Linked DNA regions of Zea mays: region 2 is linked to region 1. A link is a contact called in public HiChIP or PLAC-seq data. All regions are on one chromosome and are shown on one strand. The core of a region is the stretch at or near the end of the contact, and the rest is flanking DNA. Distances in the headings are between cores, read along the strand shown. Region 1 has its middle 48 kb from the start of LOC103646132. Region 2 holds the start of LOC100279868.

Region 1 (6,543 bases), core at 1,813-4,312:
CTATATGCCACTGAGTGGCACACAAGGGATGAGTATAAAATCTGATGGCATACCAGGAATTTTCTCTAGTTTTTCCTGTGTAGAGCCCTATATTTCAATTTGAGGCATTGTTGGAGATACTGTTAGCGAGAGGTTAATCGCGCGTTTACAGGCCGGATGCCCAGGATAAGATAAGATTAAACTATAGGGGCGAGCAATGCCTGATGCCTCGCATGACGCTGACCGTTCTCCAAACAGTTACCACGATCGTCCGATGACGGTGATACATACGTGAATGATACAAAGTCGCCTCTCCCTCTCCAGCTGGGAGCAGCAAAGTCAAGCGTCTCCTTCATGTGGTTGGCTTACGTGCATGGTCCACACATTCTCGGTTATTAAGGTCATAGAAATATGATGACGGCGGCACTTTCTTCCCGCTATTCTATATCTATATATCGCGCGCGGCTCTTTTCTAACAGACGTAAGAACTCGGTTCGCTACATTGTTTTGGTGGTTGGTGGTATGCAGCTTCCTTTCCAACTCCAGTACTTAGGATGATCGGTTTACTACATTTTGCTCTCGCGTGTTTTTATCCATGGAATGGAACCGCAGCCATGTCGTATGTAGTCGTAGCAGACATTTTCTTCCAGTAGCTGGTTGACGTACGACCGGGCGAATAACCCCGCGTTTTCCTTGTGGTTATTTGCAACCGGAAGCCAGTAAATTTTCTTCAACGTCTGCCCTTCATTACACGGCTAGTAGGTAGTACGAGTACGGCGTCTGTACTGGAGCGGTTGGGCCATGCCACACTGTGGAGTTTGCATGAGGTTACCTGGCCTCCCCTTGGCGAGAAGAAGCATCATTCGTATTCGGCTTGTCCGGGGAGGGAGGGAGGGACCATGGACGACGACGCGCAAGTTTGCCTTGCCGTGGAAGCTACGAGATACTCCATCCCGTGCTCCACACCAGCCTGTATTTTTGTTTCTGTAGCGTCGCGACGCCGACTTGCATTGGCTCACTCGCGCGCGCTACCTGGATGGGTCACACGTCGAGCCGGCTCCGACTCCGATCGTCGGTCGGGGACCAGTACTGTGGCTGGTTTTTTTTCTTCTCCATCTCCCATCTCCCATCTCTCTTTGCATTGGCTCTCCCCGCCCGTTTCGGGCTCCTCGACCCATCTCGTCTTTCTTTACGCGCAGATCGATAGTCAGACAGATCGCATAGGCAGACTGGCAGAGCATCACTTGCTCCAGCCTCCAGCCAGCCACTGCCCACTGCCCACTGGTGAAGAATTCAGGCGGCTGGCCGTAGACAGAGTAGAGATGGCGGTGCAGTTGAGATCCCAGGAGGACACACACGACACGCACACGCAGTAGCGTCGGCTGGCCCAGCAGACAGCTCGCTCGCTCTATCTACAACTACAAATGCTGGCTTTTACTACCCGCCGGCTCCGCGCTCACATGCATGCATGAGCAGCATGACCCTGTTTGCTTCCCATCAATTTCACGAGCCTGCCCGGGCGGGACGAGATCGCTGGCGCGCGGCGCTTTGCGGTGCATGCCGCGGCGGTGCGATGCGTCGCAAAAGCTAGCTAGCGCTTTACACCCAGCAGAGAAAGGACGGTGCGGCGGGCTATTGGATGGATCGATGGACGCGACGAGGAACGAACCGCAAGCACGCACGCCACACAGCGCACCGCGCATGTTACCCCTGTCTCGCGGAGCTACGTAGCGTAGCGTAGCGTAGGAGTACCGGCCGGTGGCTGTGGTGGCGCAGGGGCGTCCGTCGGTAGCTTAGGTCGTCGTGTGTGCGATCGCGTCGAGTCGTCTGCTCTGGCGCGGACGGATCGATGGCCAGACAGCGGTACCGCGGAATAAAGCCACGGGGACCGGCCTTCCCCTCCGATCCCTTCTCGTGCGCCTCCGGGTTAGCAGACCTAGCTAGGTAGGTACTAGCAACCACCTGCCTTTTCCATCGCTCGCTATATCCCGGGGGCCAAACTTCCGGCGCGCCGCACGTACCCCAAATTCCACCGTTGGCACGCGCAACATTCTTTGGAGACTGGGGGGATCCAGTTCCAAGTGCACCGGCGGCCCGGTGGTGGCCCGGTGAACTCGCACGTTCGTCCACGAGCAACCAACACGCCCCCCATGACTCGGGAGTCCGGACGACGCGCTCCGATCCGCCCGTCTCACGGGGGCGTGGCACGCACGACAGGCCGGGACGACACTGTCCCCATTGGCGTTAGATGCGCTGCTCACTGCCAAAATCGAAGATGACAGTGCGCGCCCCACCGCTCCACGCCTCTTGTTACATATCTCCATCTCCATCCGTTTGGGGACTGGGCGTTCGGTGATGAAGGCGCGCGCCCACGAAGCAGTGATGAAGGCGAGGCGCGCGTCGGCGAGGCAGAGAGCTACCTACCGCTAGCTGTGGGGAGGGGGGTCACTGTTCACGCGAGTAGGCAGCGTCACATGCCAGCGTAGCGTAGCAGCGTGCCGCCGGGGAAGCCACGCCGGCCGGGGTGGGCCAACAGGGGCTACCGCTAGCTGGGCATGCATACGGGAATTATTAGTACCTCATGTAAATAATTATGTATAATCAACAAATCATCGTGCATCACAGGCGGCGAATCTAGCAACGATCAACAGGGTACGGCGAGAGGGATCCAACGATCCGTCCACGTGCCCCTCCAGGCCTGTTTGCACAGGAGTTGCGGTATATGATTCCTCCTCCTCCTCACTCCGAGCATCTTTCTCACCTGTGAATTTGGTTGTGCAAGCTGCTATACAGCCTGCAGGCACGGTTGGCTGGTATGGCCGCAACAGTCAACCTCCGCATATATCATTAAAAAAAAGAGAGAGGCGGCCATCACTCGCCGTCGTTCGCGCCCGCCGCCGCCTCCGTAATCAAGCCCCACCCCGGCCGCGCAACCGTAACCCGTCGCGCGCCGGCCGGGAGTGGTCCGTAGTAGTAAAACCGTGCGCTTTATGGCCGCGCCGACAAGTTAGAGCCGCGCGCGACCCTTTTCCGGGCACGCGTCGCGTGGACGCGAGTGCGCGGACGCCCGACCGGCCGTTCCGTATCGTACCAGTCTAGCCGGGCCCCGACGAGACGACGGGCGCGGGCGCGGTGAAGGCACGCGGCACGCCTGTCCTCCGGGTCCGCGTGCGTGCCGGCCCGCGCCTGATGCACGTGAAAACGGATCGGGATCGGTAGAATCGGCCAGCAGGCGCTCGAAAAGCGCCCAGATCCTTTTTCATGGCGCGCGGCGCCGGCTATTTACGTGCCCATTTCCGTCCGGCCGGCCCCTTCGACTCTGGCCACCGCGTCGCGGAGATCGATCGATCCGCGTCGTGTTGCAGATCGTGCCTGGATCTGGACATACTACTAGCGCCGCGCGGCTGCAGGCGTGGCACCCGTCCTTGGTCAGGCACTCAGGCAGTACTAGTCTTGGTCAGGCAGCACTGGGCACGCACGACGTTAGCTCCATCAACTGGGCGCGTGCATGAAAGCGAGGGAGGCACACTAGTACCGCCGCCCGGCGGTGGTACAGCGCGCGCGCGCGCACCATGATTAGATCCGATCGCGGGCATGCCTCCAGATCTGACAGCCAGGATATGCAGGTGAGAGGTAGTTTAGCTCGACTGGCCGTGCCGGTGCTTCCCGCGGATTTGACACCTCGTCCACGTTCGCATCGATCGATCGATCGCTGGGCAGGACGATCCCTAGCTCGCGGCGGGGCCCCACGTCGTCCAGGTGAATCACGCCGTGCACGGCGGGTCGGCGGCAGCTGCTGGTCGAGCGAGGTGTAATATACTACTAATAGTTAACGATAATAATAAATATACTAAAAATGCACGGCATGGCGCAGAGAGGCAGAGGCAGCTGCTGGCGCTGCACCGGCAGCTCACTGCTGCAGATCTATAGTACTATGGATCAGAGACACCAGCTCTGTCCCAACAAAAATAAAACCCATTTTTATCGTATTTTAATATTAGTTCGATCAATCCAGATGAACAAATAATAATGTTTACTACTATTAGATTAGTTATAAAGCATACTGTTCCAATTGATCGATATGGAGCTATAAACATAAAACACACGAATACTATTTACCAAGAATTTGGTTAAATATAAAGTATTCTAACTAGAACGCATTCTTTTTCGGAAGATACAGTATAATAAAAACGGGCCCATGACGCGCCCACGGGCCACGGTTCCCCCAGAGTGGCGGTTGCAGCAGCCTGCCAGTGCCATCCCTAATAAAACTGCTTCTCGCTCGGAGTAGTATATTGCAGTTCCAGTTGTACCATTATTGTCGACTGTCCTGATCGAATCTATCTCTCTGGTATCTGAATCACTGCTTCGCATGCTTTATGGCCGGCTGCCTGCCGCTGCTATGTACGCTTCGGCGGCCGCCGGCCATCGGTGGATGGCACGTTTATTGTGCTGGGTTCATTTTAACCGAGCTGGATACTACTTAGACCATCTCCAATTGTTCTCTAAACACCTCTCTAAATCTTAAACTTAACAATCTTAAACTTAACAATTGAGGCGAAAAATAATACTCCAATAGTTCTTCAAATATACTTGCTAAATTTACTTACTTATCATCTAACTCAATTTGATCTAGACCCGATAACAACTTCCGCCGGCGCGTTTCTTTTTTTTTCAATTGACGAGGCACGCTCCGCCGCCGGACGGACGCTCCTCTACTCCTCTGAACTTGATGCCCACGCCGCCGGACGGACTCGCCCTGACGCCGTCCTCGGACGGACTGGTACAGACCGGACGCGAGCCCCTACTCTGTTCCTCTGTACTTGAGGCTGCCATTGTCGGACGGTTGTTCCAGAAAGGATCAGGTCTTCTCCCCGCGACTAACGACCCAGGTGCATCAGGACCCGCGACTAATTTAGGGAGCTTTTTTTCGGAGAACATGCTCTTACGTTCGTATTCTAACCCGAGGCCTGATAATTTATTGGATGCGACCTTTTTTTACACCACGTATAATAAATAGATAAAATACCGGCACGTCAACTAACGTTCAATGTGCCCTTTTCACCGTACACTTTTATGAGGTTTAATCTACTCTGTACTGCTGGAGTGCTAGTGAAGTGAGATCTTCGCCTTCATATTTGTCGCTCCTAGCTCATCGAACTTCAACTCCCATAGCCGCTCCTCCCAATTCTGAAAGTATAATATGCGCGAGTAATATATACGTCAGAGTCATGGTCTTAGGCTATCCGCACTCGTAGAACTCTAAATTTCTACTCTAAAAGGAATATTCTGTTCTTGTCAGCAAAATTCTTTACTCTATACTATAATTCTCCGCAGTCATATTTACTCTATATCTTAACTCTATACCAACTAACATATACTCTCTCCGTTTCTTTTTATTAGTCGCTGGATAGTGCAAAATTGCACTATCCAGCGACTAATAAAAAGAAACGGAGGGAGTATTATATCATTTATTTTCCATACTGTTTACGTTGTTGCACGTGCTGCTGCCGAATGGTGCTGCCACCGCATGCACTAGCTGTCACATGCACGGAGAGGATAGAGATATGCAGTAAAGGCAACGAAACTCTGTATATGGCGTTTTTTGAGCCTGCCCTTATTTTAGCGTGGCCAGACAGGGTGCCCGCTGCAGCAAAATGTCTACGCTATAGTGCACTCTATCTCCGTAGCGCTTCGTGTAGCGTTGCTCAGTGCGGACAGCCTTAGAATTCTTACCCTATATGTCAGTTCTCTAGTTTTGGGTTGAATCTGAGCAAACCCTCTCTAAGTCTTGGGTTTGTGTTCCTACTCCTACACTCCATTAAAGCAGCAAGCAGAAGATACAGAAGATAGGTTTTGCTTGTCTAGTGGTTTTGGTGTTGACGCCTTTTTTGGTGCCAGTTTTTTACAGCGTTTTCTCCTTTTATCTAATATATTGGAAGGCAATTCTTTTGCCTTTCCCTTTCAAAAAAAAAAGAAGATGCAGAAGAAAACTATTAGAACCCAATTTCTTAAGTCTCGGGTTTGTGTCAGTTCCTACTCCATTAAAGCAACAAGCATAAGGTCTTGTTCACTTATTCCCAATACACATGGATTGGATGGGTTTGGAAAAAATTATGAAGAAGTTTGACTTGCGTGGGATTCAAACTCATCCAATCCCATTCAATCCACATGGATTGAAGGCTAACCGAACAAGCCCTAAGATGGAGAAGAAAACTATTAGAACCCAATTTCTTTTGTGCACGGGAAAAGGAGGTCACCGTGCCGTTTTCTTTTGTGTGGTTACTGTTGCACGAGAACAGCATAGCACTGGGGGAGAGCCAGGAGGCGCTTTCTTTTGCTGATCCAACTCAAAGGATGCCCCATCAGAGCGGCGTGCATGCTCATGTCTCTCCAGGAATCTTTGCTTTCCCCGGCTTCATTCGATAGGCCTGATCAAAGCACCATTTGGCGACTCGCTCGTACTGACAAAATGCTTTAGCCCAGCGAAAATGACTCGTCCTGATACGTACGCAGCACCTACTTGGTTCGTAGCTAGCGCGCCGCCTGTGTACAAAGGAGCTC
Region 2 (6,543 bases), core at 2,165-4,664, 61 kb before region 1:
ACTCCCGACGCGGGTGCTCGTTCAACTCCCTGACGATGTCTTCTGGCTTCACAGCAAGCACATATCCGGTCAGCCTGCGCGCGTCGGTCTATCCAGCACGAAACGAAACGACAAAAGGGGACGAATGAAGAAACAGGTTGGCGCGCACGGTGTCGTTACCTTCTTCATGCCGGTGTCGGCGTCGAACGCGACGAGCGTCGTCGTCGTCGTCGTCGTCGCTGTCTCGCCATTGCTGGTCGGCACCTGCGTGCCTCCACCTGATCCACCGTTGTTCCTCTTGTCATCGTTGATGTTCTTCCCCTCTATCTCTTGCCTGCTCGGGTTCAGCTGATCTGGGTAGGCGGGACGAGGAGCGGCGGCGGCGGACGATGTGGCCGCGGTTGTGAGGCTGCGGAGGTGCTTTCTGTTGTAGATGGCCTCGAGCTGGTGGAAGTATGGGCAGGTCTTGGAGTCCTCGGGCCGCTTCTTGTTGCTCTCCTTCACCTTCTTGTAGTACTTGTTGATGTTCTCCCACTTCTCCTTGCACCGCTTGGAGCTCCGGTTGTATCCCAGCCGCCGCATCCCGGACGAAATATCCTCCCAGAGAGGACCCTTGGGACCTGTCTCCTGGTAGCGCATGTCCAGGTCCATGCGCAGCTGGATGAGCGCGTGCACCTCGGTCTTGGGCCACCGCGATGACGACGCCGCACCTCCATCCCCTCCTCCTAGCCCGGAATCGACGTGGTGCTCCGTGGCGGCGACGGGCACCAGCTCGAGTGACTGGCTAGACGCCGGGGGCAAGCTGCGCGGCGTGCCGGCGTCCTGCTGCGACGTATCCTTCGGTTGCTGCTGTGGCGGTTGCTGCTGGAGCGGCGCGGCTGAGATTGGCTTCGACTGCGGTGTCGCCTGGCCGGCCTGGGGCGACGGCGGCGGCGGTTGCTGCTGCTGGCGAGAAGGTTGTTTCGGCGGCGTGGTATGGACTGACACCGGTGCTGGCATTGGGACAACAACGGCGGTAGCAGGGGGCTGCACGGACTGCCCGCCGATGCGCTGGAGGAAGGCGATGATGGCGGCGTCCCTGGAGGCCGCGGCGGCGCGCTCCTGAGCGAGCTGCTCCTGCTCGCGGTTGAGGCGGGCGACCTCCTGCCTGCGCCACGCCTCCTCCCGAGCCGTGCGCTCGGCCTCCCGCTTCTCCATGGTCTCCAGGAACCGCCGCTGCATTTCCTCCTGCCTGTCGACGACCTGCTGCATGAGCCCCTCGAAGAAAGACATCATCTTGTTGCTGCTGCTGCCGCCGCCGTCGCCGCGCTTCCGCTTGCCGAGGCGGTCCTGGTTTCCGCCTGTCTCCGCCGTCATGTCGTCGTCCTCGGACTCGTCGTCGGACTCCGAGTCCGACATGGAAGAGAAGCTGAAGCCTTGCAGGTTGAGGGGCTGGTGGGCCACGAGCAGATCCACCGGTGCCGGGGCTGGGGCCGCCGATGATATGGGCGCTGGCTGCATCGGCCCTGTCAGCAGTGGCATTGAACTCAACGGCGGCGGCGCGGATACTGGCGCGGGGAAGGCGTGCAACGGCGGGGCGGCGCTGGATGCCGGCAACTGCTGCTGGGGCGTCGGGGATACTGGCGCGGCGAGGGCGTGCAACTGCGGGGCGGTGCTGGCTGCCGGCAAGTGCTGTGGTGGCGGCTGCGGCGCGGCTGCGTGCAACGCCTCCAGCTCCTCGAAGAAGCGGTAGCTCTTGCCGTCCTGCCTGCCGGCGCGGCCTTCCTTTGTGCGCTTGTAGTACTTGTGCACGTTCTCAAACTTCTCCTTGCACTTCTTGGCGCTCCTCTTGTAGCCCAGGTCGGCAAGCTTCCTGAAAGCCACAGCAGTGACAAAGACGCGTACACAAAGGTTCCGGTCAGCCATTACTTACGTGCAAAGAATCAAGTGATCGGCGAGGAAGAAGAATTAAATGATGGGCAGTGGCAGCGTTTACTGGAGGAAGCATCTAATGTAGTGGCATAACACATCAAGGCCTCTGGAGGAAAGAGACAAGAAGATGGGAAGAATTGGAATTTTGGAAGGACAGGCGAGAGCGAGGAGAGAAGAGTGCGAGCCGAAGGAGGTGGAGGTACTGCAGCAGAATGGAATTATAGTTAATCACAAACCATCTCGTATTTTTAGGGATCAGAGGGGATGTGAAGCTGATGATGCACTGGTGAGTCATGAAAGCAAGGAGGCCGCATTGGGATGGGAGAGGAAGGCTGCCTTCCTTCTTTTCCCAAAAACTGGAGCCATGAAAGCAGGAGACAGTGGCAGCCTGCAGCCTGCAGCGACGGCAGCAGCTGCCTGCACTCCCGCACTCACCACCGTGGTACGATCCCCAGGCGCGCAGGCGCCCAGATTCCTTCACCGGTTCACCCTACTGGCTACTGCACCTAGGAGTACTGCCTTCCAGCTCTCTCTCTCTCTCTCTCTGTCTCTCCCCTGCCGTCTCGCTGAAATCGAGACGCATTTGATTAGACTGGGACGGAAACGGGAAAACAAAACGAAATTCGAGGGGAATTGGGCGCAGCGAGCGACGCAGGATAATTATCCATCATTTCATGTGGGCGCGGCTGCTAAATTCCACGAAACCGTTAGCCGCTTTCCGCAGGGAAAAAAAATCATGCCGGAGACAGGCTTCTTGAACCAGACTGCAAATGCGTCTGGACGAGGACGACGACGAGTTCCCCTGTCTCTCTCTCTCTCGCTCCTTTACCTGGAGACGTCCTCCCATAGGGGGCCTTTGAGCGTCGCGTCGCGGAAGGTTGCGTCCATCTCCGACCGGATCCTGATGAGCGCCTGCGTCTCCTCCCGCGGCCACCGGTTGCTGGACGCGCCCGACGACCCGCCGCCGCCGCCGCCACTACCCATCGTCTCGTCGTCGAAGCCACTGGCAGCGGCGGCCCCAGGCACCATGGGCGCCAATTCTTCGTAGCTGGTCCTCGGTTGCTGCTGCGGCTGCGCCGACGGAGGCCTGCTGCTCAGCGGCATGGGACCGGTAGCAGCCGGCGTCGGCGAGAAGGGGCCCATGTCCGGCGGCGGGGCCCCGAACTGTGAGCCTCCGCCACCGCCGCCGCCGCCACCCTGGTGCTGCTGCTGCATGGCGGGTGCGCGCACCCCGGCCCGCCGCGGCGGTCCTCGGAAGGAAGGCAGAGGCAGGGAGGGATTAGTATAGCCGCCCTGCTGGGTAGCTGCGTGCGTACTTGTAGAAGTGACTGCCGGGACGACGGGATGGCTAACTCAGTAGAAGTAGCAATTGGGGAGGTGTTACTCCTACCTAGCTTGCTTTGCTAGTACTGGTACTGAATTGTAGGCATGCGCAGCTCAAGCGGCCGGCCATGCCAGCCTAGCTCCCTCCCCTCCTCTCTCTCCCACACACCGAGCGAGAGTGGTGCGGGTGGCGAGCGAGAGAGAGAGAGAGGGATGGTGGAATTGGAGGGAGAGGATGAAATTGGAAAAGAGGGGCTGGTACAAGTAGGGAAGGACGGGACGGGCGCCCGGCCGGAGGGCAAGCGCGCGGTGGGAGAAGGGCGAGGGTGGGGGGGAGAGAGAGAAGGAGAAGGGGTGGTGAAAAAGATGGGAGCGTGGACAACTGGAAAGGGTCCAAAGGGAAGAGGGAGAAAGAAAGAAGCAAGCAAAGAGGCCAGCGGCGCCGAGTGTGTGTGGGCGGTGGGCCTGTGCCTGTGGGGAGGGACGGGAGAGGAGAGGACGCCATGGCTGGCTGGCGGCCGATGGAGAGAGAGGGCAGGGCAGGGCAGGGCGCCTACAAAAGGAAGGGCTGGTGGCGCATGTACTGTCGTGTCGTACGCATGTGTATCTCCATCTATCTACCCTTCCTTCCCCCAGCACGAAACGCAACGCCGCGCGCGGCGCGAGAGCAATGACCTCTGCAGACTCGATGGATCCACGTCTCTATCTAATCCTTTCCCTGCGTACGTGTACGTATCGTATGCAGTGCTGGCCGGAACAACCAACCGATCAATGGTACGTATAGTGATCAGCGACCGTCGGGTACGCACAGCCTGTAACGGGGCCGGGGGTCGGGGGGCGGTGCCGTTTTATAGCGTGGGCCCCGTCCGCACGCCCATGGTGTGGTGCTGTGCATGGACACATGACGACGGAATTGATGAGCCGGGGCATGCGGACAAAACAGGGAGGGTGTGGGCTGCGCGGTAGCTAGCTAGAGAAGTAGAGAGTGAGTGAAACGGAACGGCCTGCGCCGACCGCGGCGGACACGTACGTACGTACCCTCCCTCCCGTGCCCAGTGCCCTGGTGGGGAGGGCGCGCGCGGACAACTAGGGCCACGCTGACATCGCCCTCGTCCCCGTTGGAGCACAGCGCATGCACGCGCCCGGGGCCCCCCTCACGCCCTCACGCCATTCACGCGCTGTATGCATGGGGCTTGTTTGGTTGAAGGCCTCCGCAGGCATATGGGCAGAAAATCTCAGCCATCATGCACTCATGAAGGCTTGTTTGTTGGTTGACATCCAGGCCATCGGTTTTGAGTGCCTCGCGGTGGGATCTATCTGCCTGACCGGCACTAGACCAGGGTTCCAACCAAACATGCCCTTCAGAGTCGATGCCTCGATGGCCTTGGACGATGCTTGGCTCAGGCAACTCTTTGCCACGCTCGCAACCAAACAAGCCGGGGTCCCCCGGCCCGCACGCCGTGACGTGCACATCCCACGTCCGTTCTGCATGCCCATGGCCATCTGTACCATCGGGCCGGGCTCCTCTATGGCTCTATGCCTCTATCTATCCGGTGTCCGCCGCCGTCGTCATGCACGCAGCGCAGCCCGCGTACTATAACTATACTACACGTCCGTGGCGTGGCGATAGAGTGACTGCGCGCTGCTGGTCAGCAATTAAGACCCGTTGCGTGAGCCACATCCCCTGGACAGAGGAGACATATACTGGAGTTTGCCTTCATCTGACTTCATGCAATGCAGGAACGCCGAGTACGTGTATATCGATCTTTATCTCTATCTATATATCCTCAGGCTAGCCTTTGCTACCTCCTGTATTACTCACTGCCGCTGGTGTGTGCTTGGCGTGGATATGGATAGACACGTACCTCTCTCCAGTCTAGCTAGCAAGCATCGGCGTCACACCAGAACTCGGCATGCAGGTGCCGCGCTTGCGCGCGCGGTCAATTATAATAATATCGACCAGCAAACATGAATGCAAGCAAAATGCACAACATAGCTTTTGCACATCTTGTTCGATCCTATCTCTAGCAATTTATTCATCCACATCTACTATTTCAAACTCCACTCTCTAAATATGACAGTGCACGGTGCAAAACAGTGTTTGGCAAGTTATGCGTATATATCTCTCCATCTCCTCGTTGAAGCTGTGTATCTGACGAGATCTACCACACAGCCGCCGCGTCGTCACGGCGACACACGTACGGCATGGCCGCATGACTGGCTAAGGAGTTGAACAGTCGCCACGAAGCCTTGCATTGCATGAGCCGACAGGCGACAGCGCGCGGCTGCTGTAAAAAAAAAAAACTCGGTGCTGCCGGGACGGGGGAGTGTCTCTCCGCTCTCCGGTTCCTAGAGCCGGCGTCGTCGCGACGTGCTTCAAACGGCAGAGGCCAGGAGACGGGCGCCCTAATGCCATATGGGTCCCAGCTGAAGCGGACGGTTGCGAATTTGCGATGAGGGGGACGCGGCAGTACAACGTGGTTGGCTGTGGGCCGGCCCGTCCCCGTACTTGTAGGCCCATGCGATGCAATGGTGCGTGGGATAAAGCGGTCATTTTCTCTTTTATTTGTGCGCGCGCACGTCCTTGTGCTCTATGTATGCCTGTATCCGGACAAACCATGTCTACGAAATTATTACCCGAAAAAATCTACCTTATGTATACGTACACGTACACGCACCTCACCTGCACGTATACGCAAAACTTCACCTGTATGTATCTCAGTATACCTGCACTTATGTCTTACCGGGTTTTTTTCTTCTTATTTTAGCCCTGCTTTTGTTAAGATTCTGTGTTTAGACATTTGGTAGAACTAAAACCAGATTTTTGACCCTGGGGATTGCGTCCGTAACCTGTACCACGGAAGTTATTATGGGTGCGTTTGGTTGAATGTACAAAGAGAGATGGAATGATGCGGCCACGTTTTCTATAATGTTTGGTTGAGAGTCAACCAGGGGCGAGGTGAACACCGGAGTGATTTTTGGGGGCGGCGTGATCCCAAAAAATCGAGGGGACGGTGGCGCCCCCGACTCATCCTACTTTGACATCAAACCAAACACACCCTATAAGACTCGACGCTATATGTCATAGCACCAAGGTACGACATCATAAACGATGTGGACATAACTGTGGCCTTGACGTATTATCACCAAAACACTATATAACCTATGATACCAATTTTGACATCATAGATCTTGGCGCCAAAGTTTGATACTTTAGTCACAACATCTTGTTTCTCTTGCACAACGCCCGCTCGCGCTTGACTTCTATTTGCTTCTCATATCCCTCCTCATCTCTTTCTCCTCAATCCTGTCAACACTCTCTAATATGTT

The links. HiChIP or PLAC-seq counts read pairs in DNA pulled down with a chosen protein or histone mark.
Region 2: an H3K4me3 HiChIP or PLAC-seq map of leaf shows a contact between it and region 1, with 6 times the contacts expected there. The contact joins the promoter of LOC100279868 here to the enhancer-like site in region 1. A contact is called at or near these places in 14 of 25 Hi-C or Micro-C datasets (bundle sheath, ear, endosperm and 5 more) and 2 of 3 datasets of contacts at active chromatin or transcription factors (leaf and seedling).

Annotation. Positions count from the first base shown.
Region 1 is chr2:23,166,335-23,172,877 of Zm-B73-REFERENCE-NAM-5.0, reverse strand. No RefSeq gene overlaps it. Among protein-coding and RNA genes, the nearest start is that of LOC103646132, 48 kb to the right of the region's middle. Within about 2 kb of position 3,062, at least 19 of the 20 cell types and tissues checked have an H3K27ac peak or open chromatin away from gene starts, as enhancers often do. A contact at or near this core is called in bundle sheath, ear, endosperm and 5 more, where this site is marked.
Region 2 is chr2:23,227,502-23,234,044 of Zm-B73-REFERENCE-NAM-5.0, reverse strand. LOC100279868 reads right to left here and starts at 3,414. Exons shown (of 3, transcript NM_001357861.1): 1 at 2,720-3,414; 2 at 160-1,831; 3 at 1-46. The coding sequence starts at 3,105.